Linked DNA regions of Pan troglodytes: region 2 is linked to region 1. The links are chromatin contacts, called in public Hi-C maps. All regions are on one chromosome and are shown on one strand. Each heading gives the region's core, a stretch centred on a gene start, on an enhancer-like site or on the middle of the called end of the contact. The rest is flanking DNA. Distances are from core to core; before and after follow the strand shown. Region 1 overlaps LOC129144001 (putative inactive deoxyuridine 5'-triphosphate nucleotidohydrolase-like protein FLJ16323). Region 2 holds the start of LOC129144001 (putative inactive deoxyuridine 5'-triphosphate nucleotidohydrolase-like protein FLJ16323).

Region 1 (4,755 bases), core at 1,686-4,185:
AGAAAAACCTATTCTAAAATTGGTGTGGAACCACAAAAATCCCCAAATAGCCAATACGATCTTGACAAAAAAAGAGCAAGTTTGGAGACACACTTCTTGATTTCAAATTATGCTATAAGACTATAGTAACCAAAGAAGTATGGTCCTGGCATGAAAACAGACACATAGACTGATGGAGTAGAATAGAGAGCCCAGAAATAACCCATGCATATAAGGTCAACTAATTTTGACATGGACACCAAGAATATACAATGAGAAAAGGGTGGCCTCTTCAATAAATTGTGTTGGAAATACTGGATATCTACATGCAAAAGAATGCAATAGGACTCATCTTACACCACACACAAAGATCAACCCAAAGTGGATTAAATACTTAAGGATAGAAACTGTAAACCTCCTATAAGAAAAAATAGGGAAGACTCTTCTTAACATTGGTTTTGGCACTGATTTTTTTGAACATGACACCAAACGCACAGGTAACAAAAGCAAAAATAAGTAAGTGGCACTACATCAAACTTAAAAGCTTCTGCACACCAAAGGAAACAATCAATAAAATGAAACAAATCAAACTTAAACAAATCAACAATAAAAGACAAATTACCCCATTAAAAAGTGAGCAAGGAGCATGAACAGACAATTCTTAAAAGAAGACATACATGTGGCCAAAAAAAGATGAAAAAATGCTTGACATCTCTAATCATTAGAGAGATAAACATCAAAACCACAATAAGATAACGTCTCACACCAGTCAGAATGGCTATTATTAAAAATATAACCATCAAAAATAACATCATCAAAAAATAACATACATAGGCGAGGTTGCAGGGAAAAGGGAATATACACTTTATACACTGTTGATAGGAATGTAAACTATTTCAGCCTCTGTGTGAAGCCATTTGGAGATGCTATAAAGCAGTGGTCCCTAACCTTTTTGGCACAATTTTTCCATGAACAGGGCAGAGTTGCGGAGATAGTTTTGGGATGAAACTGTTCCACCTCAGATCATCAGGCATTAGTTAGATTGTCATAAAGAACATAACGTAGATACTTTGCATGTGTAGCTCACAATAGAGTTCACAGTCCTATGAGAATCTAAGGCTGCCCCTGATCTGACAGGAGGCGGAGCTCAGGGGTAATGCTTGCTGGTTACTCACCTACTGCTCTGTGGCAGGGTCCCTAACAGGCCACAAATCTGTACTGGTCTGTGGCCCAGGGGTTGGGGACCCCTGCTATAAAAGAATACCTGAGACTAGGCAATTTGTAAAGAAAAGAGTTTTATTTTGGCTCATGGTTCTGTAGACTGTAAAGGAAGCTTGGTGCTGGCATCTGCCTCAGGGAGCTTACAATCATAGCATAAGGGGAAGGGGAAATGAGTCAGCATGTTACATGGCAAAGGAGGAAGCAAGATTGATGGGGAAGTGTTACACTCTTTTAAACAACCAGATCTCCTTTGAACTCAGCAAGAACTCACTCATTACCTCCAGGAGGGCTCCAAGCTGTTCCTGAGGGATCCAGCCTCATTACCCAAATATCTCTCAGTAGGCCCCACCTCCAAAATTGAGGATCACGTTTCAACATGAGATTTGGAGAGGATACATATCCAAACTATATCAGAAGATTTCTCGAAGAGCTAAAAATAGAATTATCATTTGACTGAACAACCCTATTACTGATTACATACCCCAAAGGAAATAAATTTTCCATAAAAAAGATACCTTTACTTATATGTTTATCTCAGCACTATTCATAATAGTAAAGACATGGAATTAACCCAAGTGTACATCAATGGTCAACTGGATAAAGAAAATGTGGTTATGTGTTTAAGATAAGTAACTAGATGCAACTGGGAAGCGCCACTCTCACAGAGAGAAACCAGGATTTTGGCCATACCAACATAATTTGTACAGACCTTTGGGGAAAAAATGCCAAATGTGGATGGTGAAGACACAGTCACTGATGCTGATGAGAGAGGAGACTAGGAACCCTATGTGGTTATCTAAATGCTACATCTGGTTCACTGCTCCAAAAGATGCCTGGGTATGGATGAGTGAAGGGACTGGGGGACTGTTCACTCTTGCTGCAAACCTTTGGAATCCTAGCTGCAGTGACCCCACAGCCCATGAATGTGTGAGCCGGCAGGGGATTCTCCCTGGAGATTAGATGGACTTGGAGCTGCAGCAAGCACAAAGCTGGGGACCTTTGAGTGGATCAGCTCTGGCAAAGCTCAGCTGTAAGCACCCATTCCCTAGGGCTGCCCATCTACCTTTGAGAGGCTGTGGCCCCAGCTTATGGCTATGGGGAAAGCCAGGCCAGTTTCTCCCTGGGACTGGGACTTATCTTTCCTGCAGGCCCACCTATCCGCCAGCCTCTCCTAGGGCCACTGCCTGGCTACTCCATACAAGTTTGTATATAATGCAGCCTCTGCTTCCCAGCTCAGTTGCTTTGCTCCACCTACATACTTTCCAGCAACGTAGATGTCCTTTAGATGTCAGGCTGCACCCAAAACCCAACTCCAAGCGCCCGGAGGAGGGAGCTGTGAGAGGGTCCTAGTACCTTAGAGCTATGGCCTGTGGCTCAGAAGTACTGAGCTGCGAGCTGTGCTCTGCATTTGAAAGGGGCAGGAGTCACACTCTCAGAAAACTGGAAGAGCTGGGTTGCACAGTTTGATGGGCTGATGTGGGACCTGGCTGTGCCTCCTTCCACTCGGTTGGGGTGTGGCCTGATTCTCTAAGGGACTTCTCCCCAAGGGAGCCCTGTGGCCTGAAAGACCTAAAAGCAACAGGAAAGAAAATCATGAGAAGATTGCTGGTGATCAGGGGTAGCTCCCCCGGGGCCTTTGAGCAGATCTGGTGAGGGTGTCACCTCTATCCCCATCGCACTGCAGAACACAACTGCAAATGTGAAGATATACAAAGGAACTGTGTGGCTAGGAACTGCCTATGGCTCTCAAGTGCCATCTATTGGATCGCAGCCCAAACTACATCAAAAATTCTCTCTCATTGGAAACAGCAAGAACGCTACAACAAAGAATCTGTACAAAGCATTAGTCTTCTGAAATTCCAAAAATGAAGGCAATGGGCAATTCTCAGTTTACACCACAACTAAAGAAATACCAGCCCTGCCAGGTGGGAAAGGATCAGTGAAATAACTCTGGCAATTCAAAAAGCCAGAGTGTTCCCTTACCTCCAAATGAGCCCACTAGCTCCCCAGTGATGGTTCTTAACTTGTCTGAATTGTCTGAAATAACAGACATGGAACTCTGAATCTGGATGGCAAGGAAGCTCATTGAAATCAAGAAGAAACTTGAAACAATCTAACATAGTGAAACAATACAGTAAAACTATTCAAGAGCTGAAAGATGAAACTCCCATTTTAAGAAAAATCCAAACTGAGCTTCTTGAGCTGAAAAATTCGGTATGATAATTTCATAATACATTTGAAAGTATTAACTGCAACATAGCCAAGCTGAGGAAAGAGTCTTCAGGCTAATGCTTCAAATCAACTAAGTCAGACAAAAATAAAGACAGAAGAATTAAGAAAAATGAGCAAAACCTCTGAGAAATACAGGATCATCTAAAGAGACAAACCTGTGACTCAGTGGCATTCCTGAGAGAGAAGAAGGGAGAATAAGCAACTTGAGCATTATATTTGAGGATATATTCCACAGCAATTTCCTTAATCTTGCTAGAGAGGTTGACATGAAAATCTAAGAAATACAGAGAACTCCAGCCAGATACTATACAAGGCAACCATCCCCAAGACACATAGTCATCAGATTCACTAAGGCCAGTGAAAAAGAAAACATCTTAAAAGTAGCTAGAGAGGAAGGTTCAGGTAACCTAAAGAAGGAACCCCATCAGGCTAGCAGAAGACCTCTCAGCAGAAACTTTTATCAGCCAGAAGACATTGAGGGCCTATTTTCAGTGTCCTTTAAGAAAATAAAACCCAACCAAGAATTTAATATTCTGCCTTACTAAGTTTCATAAGTGAGGGAGAAATAAAATCCTTTTCAGACAGGCAAATATTGCGGGAATATGTTTCAACTAGACCAGTCTTACAAGAAGTTTTTAAGGGACTGTTAAATATGGATTCTAAAGAAGGACACTTGCTATCACAAAAGCACATCTAAGCATACGGCCCACAGGCACTATAAAATGCAACTACGCATCAAGTCTACGTAACAACCAGCTAGCAACACTATGACAGGATAAAAATCACACATATCAATGCTAACCTTGAGTATAAATAGTCTAAATGTCTAACTTAAAAGACACAGTGTCAGACTGGATACAAAGACAAGACGCAAACATCTGTTGTCTTTAAGAGACCCACCTCCCATATAATGATATCCAAGGGCTAAATAAAAGAGTAGACTAATATATAGCATGCAAATGGAAAACCAAAAAGAGCAGGAGTCTATTCCTGTATCAGATAAAACAAACTTTAAACCAATCAAAATTAAGAAGGACAATGAAGGGCATTACATAACGATAAAGGGTACAATCCAACAAGAAGCCTTAACTATTCTAAATATATACACCCCCAACATTGGAGCACCCAGATTCATAAAATGGGTTCCTGGCCAACAAAAAGACTTAGACAATCACAGAATAATAGTGGGAGACATTAACACCCCACTGACAGTGTTAGACAGATCTCGGAGGCAAAAAACTCGCAAAGAAACTCTGGACTTCAACTTGACACTTGACCAACTGTACCTAATGACACCTACAGAATACTTTACCCTACAACTAC
Region 2 (4,755 bases), core at 1,083-3,582, 170 kb before region 1:
AAGGCTCATATGCCATAAATTATATTTGCCCTCAGTCGCATTCACCACTTGGCTCAGATTCCAGTCTGGAATAGGCTAAGACTTTGTGTATCTACTTCTCATAAAGATCAGCTCAGGCTACAAAACTATCTGCTTGTTCATTTTCTTCTGCAGATTTCAGACTTGCCTGGTCAACTTTGATTCTCAGCAAACAACACAAGGTGGGCTCAAGATGGGGCCTCTGAAACACACTAGTAGAAATATTCAGAAATCTTAAGTTTAACTCGAGATTTTGTAAATTTAGTAATACAAATATTCCAAGACCCAGTGATCTCACTTTACTCTCCAGAGCTTGTTTCTTTGACAAACTACTGCACCCAAATAAAGATGTCAATTAAGACTGAAGTGTTTCAACGTTCCAAAATGTTAAAAGTTTATTTTTAATTTTCTTAAGCCAGAAATTCCTGTAATAATCTTTAGCTTTATAATAATTTCCTAAAACTAATGTTCTTCAGAGGATTGATATTTGAGATGAGTGGAGTCTCTATTTCTATTAAAATGATTTCATCATTTTCTTCTACTTCAAGAGCAGGTCAATTTTGTAATTTCATTTCTAAATGCTTCTAGTGATCTGTTGACCACTGGCAGGCAGTTACCATAGTGATCAAACTGTAGGTAGATATTTGGGGTGGAGTGACAGCTCTAACTTCTAACTTCTTCTTCTTTTTTTTTTTTTGAGTTGGAGTCTCGCTCTGTCGTCCAGGCTGGAGTGCAGTGGCGCAATCTTCTCAGCTCACTGCAACTTTTGCCTCCTGGGTTCAAGTGACTCTCCTGCCTCAGCCTCCTGAGTAGCTGGGATTACAGGCATCTGCCACCATGCCCAGCTAATTTTTGTAGATATGGGTTTTCACCATGTTGGCCAGGCTGGTCTCGAACTCCTGACTTCAAGTGATCTGCCTGCCTGGGCCTCCCAAAATGCTGGGATTACAGGTGTGAGCCACTGTATCTGGCCAAGATCGAACTTCTAAAGTGAGCATTCACAAATATAAGCATAGTGAGGTTCCACAAAGGATGGTTTTGATACATACCTCTTAAGAGTAGACAATAAATACAAGGAGTAGAAATAATTTAATGAGTTGGAGATACATGTCTATTATTTACAAAAAATTACAAATCCAGAGTCAATGGGAGACCAAGTAAGACAACATAACATTTTTAAGATTAAAAGAAATATGGGGATTCAAGGTAAATGGAAAATGGCACTTTAAACCTAATAAACCATTTAACTTGTTTCCCACCGTTTGATGATAGTGTGTCCGGAATTGGTGGGTTCTTGGTCTCACTGACTTCAAGAATGAAGCCATGGACCCTCGCGGCGAGTGTTACAGTTCTTAAAGGCAGCGTGTCCGGAGTTTGTTCCTTCTGATGTTTGGATGTGTTTGGAGTTTCTTCCTTCTGGTGGTTTGGTCTCACTGGCTCAGGAGTGAAGCTGCAGACCTTCTCGGTGAGTGTTAATGGCTCTTAAGGTGGCGTGTCTGGAGTTGCTCGTTCCTCCCGGTGGGTTTGTGGTCTTGCTGGCTTCAGGAGTGAAGCTGCAGACCTTCACGGTGAGTGTTACAGCTTATAAAGGCAGTGTGGACCCAGAGAGTGAGCAGCAGCAAGATTCATTGCAAAGAGGGAAAGAACAAAGCTTCCACAGTGTGGAAGAGAACCCCAGGGGGTTGCCACTGCTGGCTAAGGCAGCCTGCTTTTATTCTCTTATCTGGCCCCACCCACATCCTGCTGATTGGTCCATTTTACAGAGAGTTGATTGGTCCGTTTTGACAGGGTGCTGATTGGTGCATTTACAATCCGTGAGCTAGACACAAAAGTTCTCCACTTCCCCACTAGATTAGCTAGATACAGAGTGTCGAATTGGTGTATTTATAAACTCTGAGCTAGACACAGAGTGCTGATTGGTGCATTTACAAACCTTGAGCTAGATACAGAGTGCCGATTGGTGCATTCACAATCCCTTAGCTAGACATAAAGATTCTCCAAGTCCCCACCAGATTAGCTAGATACAGAGTGCCGATTGGTGCATCCACAAACCCCCTGAGGTAGACACAGGGTGTTGATTGGTGTGTTTACAAACCTTGAGCTAGATACAGAGTGCTGACTGGTGTATTCACAATCCCTTAGCTAGACATGCAGATTCTCCAAGTCCCCACTAGACTCAGGAGCCCCGCCGGCCTCACCCAGTGGATCTCCCACAGGGGCCTTAGGTGGAGCTGCCCGCCAGTCCCGCGCCTTGCGCTGGCACTCCTCAGCCCTTGGGCGGTGGATGGGACCGGGCGCCGTGGAGCAGGGGGCGGTGCTTCCGGGAGAGGCTCAGGCCGCGCAGGAGCCCACGGCGGGCTGCCGGGAGACTCAGGCATGGCGGGCTGCAGGTCCCCAGCCCTGCCTCGCGGGGAGGCAGCTAAGGCCCGGCGAGAAATAGAGCACAGCGCCAGTGGGCCGGCACTGCTGGGGGACCTGGCGTACACTCCACAGCTGCTGGCCCGGGTGCTAAGCACCTCACTGCCCGGGGCCGCAGGGCCCGCAGGCGTTCCCAGTGCGGGGCCCGCCAAGCCCACGCCCACCCGGAACTCTAGCTGGCCCGCAAGCGCCCTGAGAAGCCGCGGTTCCCGCCCGTGCCTTTCCCTCCACACTTCCCCACAAGCCCAGGGAGCCGGCTGCGGCCTCGGCCAGCCCAGAGAAGGGTTACCACGGTGCAGCGGCGGGCTGAAGGGCTCCTCAAGCGCGGCCAGAATGGGCGCTGAGGCCAAGGAGGCACCGAGAGCCAGCGAGGTCTGTGAGGGCTGCCAGTATGCTGTCACCTCTCAATAGCTGGGGTAAGTTGAAGAGTGGCAATAATTATTTTTTACTTTGAGATTATTACTCAGTAAAAATCTTCCATGATGAATAGGGTTTTGGAAATAAATATAATGCGTGCGTAATGGTTAAGCTGTGTTTTTTGAGAGTTCACTTCCAGAGATGCTCTACCACATAAGCTGGAGGTCTTTGAGCCTTTTCATCCTGTGGTTGCTCATTCTCTTCACAGTGGCAGCTTCTTGGGAACTGCCACTTGCTTTCTATCACTTGCACTCTTTCCTTAGAGTGCATAGGGAGACAGTTATGGGTCTGAAATTGCAAAGTAGTCTCAAACTGAGACACTAAGATGCACTGTTCCAGATTTTGTAATTTTTCTTTAAATGCCCTGGGCTGCCTTTTTTTCCCCCTTTCCTCCTTCCAGGCTTCCTGAGTAACTACCTAACCCCTGTTCCACCTCTCCAGTCAACTTAGCAGGAGCTTCTTCCTTTGTCACCCAGCTATATCATCTACTTTTTGAAAATTGTCCTGCCCTGGAACATTATTGAAAAACAACCCACTTCTACTTTTCAAAATTTATACTTTTCTTATTAGATCTCAATATGCAAGTTTACAAATTTTGATTAATTAATGATTCCACAGGCAAATGTAATTAGATGTTTATATGTAGCCATACTAGAACATGCCATTTATGTTTCAGATAAAGGTTTTTTGAAAATAATAACTCAAAGTAAAATAGGGTTGGGAATTTAAGGCAGCAGAGTGGGCATGGGAATTATATTTGTCTTGAGGCAGGCCTTAGTGGAGCTCTCAGAATCAGCCAAGCAGGGGGAATTTGCACTAGAGGGACCTCTGCTTTAAACTGGACCTGTAACTGCCTGAATCAGGTGTCTGGAAATCTGTTATGCCATTGGAAGCATTCATTCTGTAAATGTCAGAGTTAAAGAAAATAGTAGAGGCCGCTGAACAAATTTTGACCTCATAGGTCCATCTCTGGAGTACAGTGTAATGCTTTGTATCAAGACCTTTTCAGATTTCAACTTAATTTTCACTTATTTTATACTTATTAGATGCTTTTTCCTGCACAGCAATTACACTCCCTATATAATACGTAAGTTCTTCAATACTGTATCAGGTCCCTGTGAGAGTAACAGAGCATTATTATCCTCACAGAACTCAGGCAGTTGCGATAGCATCATGCAGAGGGGCAAGGCCTCAGGGCCCCACAGTAATGATCAGTTTTCCTCTTTTACCCATGGCAGCCACAAGATGGCAATGTGACAATTTAAATACAATCTAGAATTCTGTTTCATGTAGTTGGGAGGCTTTTAAAGACTGTGGAAAACTCAAAGCAAATAGTTTACCTGAACTGGGAATGATATTCCACAATGTATTAATGTTTGTGTGTAGTTCAGGAGATGAGTGACCTCTATAGTCAGAGTGATTCAGGCTGGGACAAAATATGATTCTACAGCCACACCTCTTGCCTTCTTGGTTTCTCGTCTAAAGTGCTCCTGTATAATGCTTGATGCAAAAGTCCGTGGATTCTGCTTTTACACAGTAATGAGAAGGTTTCAGATGACATTGACTGGCGTTAGAGGACAATGGCAGTCACTGTGGTCTTATTTTTCTTCCTGGGAGATGCAGTCAGACTGAGTAAATTCCCAGCAAGGAGTTAGCTTTTGTAGGGCAATAAATCTTATCCCTTTACAACCAAGTCATTTAACAACTCCTCCAAAGTTCATTGTTTTTCTCAGTGAGTGAATGTATGATGAGCTTTACTTTATGAAAAATGTATCATTTAGGTACTTGAATCTGTGTTGTAGAATACAGAATTGTTCATTATAGAGAAATGTTTAACTTATCTGAGGACCACACAGTGTGAAATATGCATGTATGTGTTTACTTTTTAGTAAATTTAGGGTA

Evidence for each region. A called contact is a pair of places that touch in the nucleus more often than the background predicts.
Region 2: a contact with region 1 is called in a Hi-C map of induced pluripotent stem cells, with 1.8 times the contacts expected there. The contact joins the promoter of LOC129144001 here to the enhancer-like site in region 1. A contact is called at or near these places in 3 of 7 Hi-C or Micro-C datasets (induced pluripotent stem cells and stem cell-derived neural progenitor cells).

Annotation. Positions count from the first base shown.
Region 1 is chr4:99,717,646-99,722,400 of NHGRI_mPanTro3-v2.0_pri, reverse strand. All of the region lies in intron 2 of LOC129144001 (putative inactive deoxyuridine 5'-triphosphate nucleotidohydrolase-like protein FLJ16323), which reads left to right. Among named protein-coding and RNA genes, the nearest start is that of SLCO4C1, 300 kb to the left of the region's middle. Within about 2 kb of position 2,935, at least 2 of the 24 cell types and tissues checked have an H3K27ac peak or open chromatin away from gene starts, as enhancers often do. A contact at or near this core is called in induced pluripotent stem cells, where this site is marked.
Region 2 is chr4:99,883,869-99,888,623 of NHGRI_mPanTro3-v2.0_pri, reverse strand. LOC129144001 (putative inactive deoxyuridine 5'-triphosphate nucleotidohydrolase-like protein FLJ16323) reads left to right here and starts at 2,332. Exons shown (of 5, transcript XM_063811434.1): 1 at 2,332-2,852. The coding sequence starts at 2,395. The coding sequence ends at 2,847.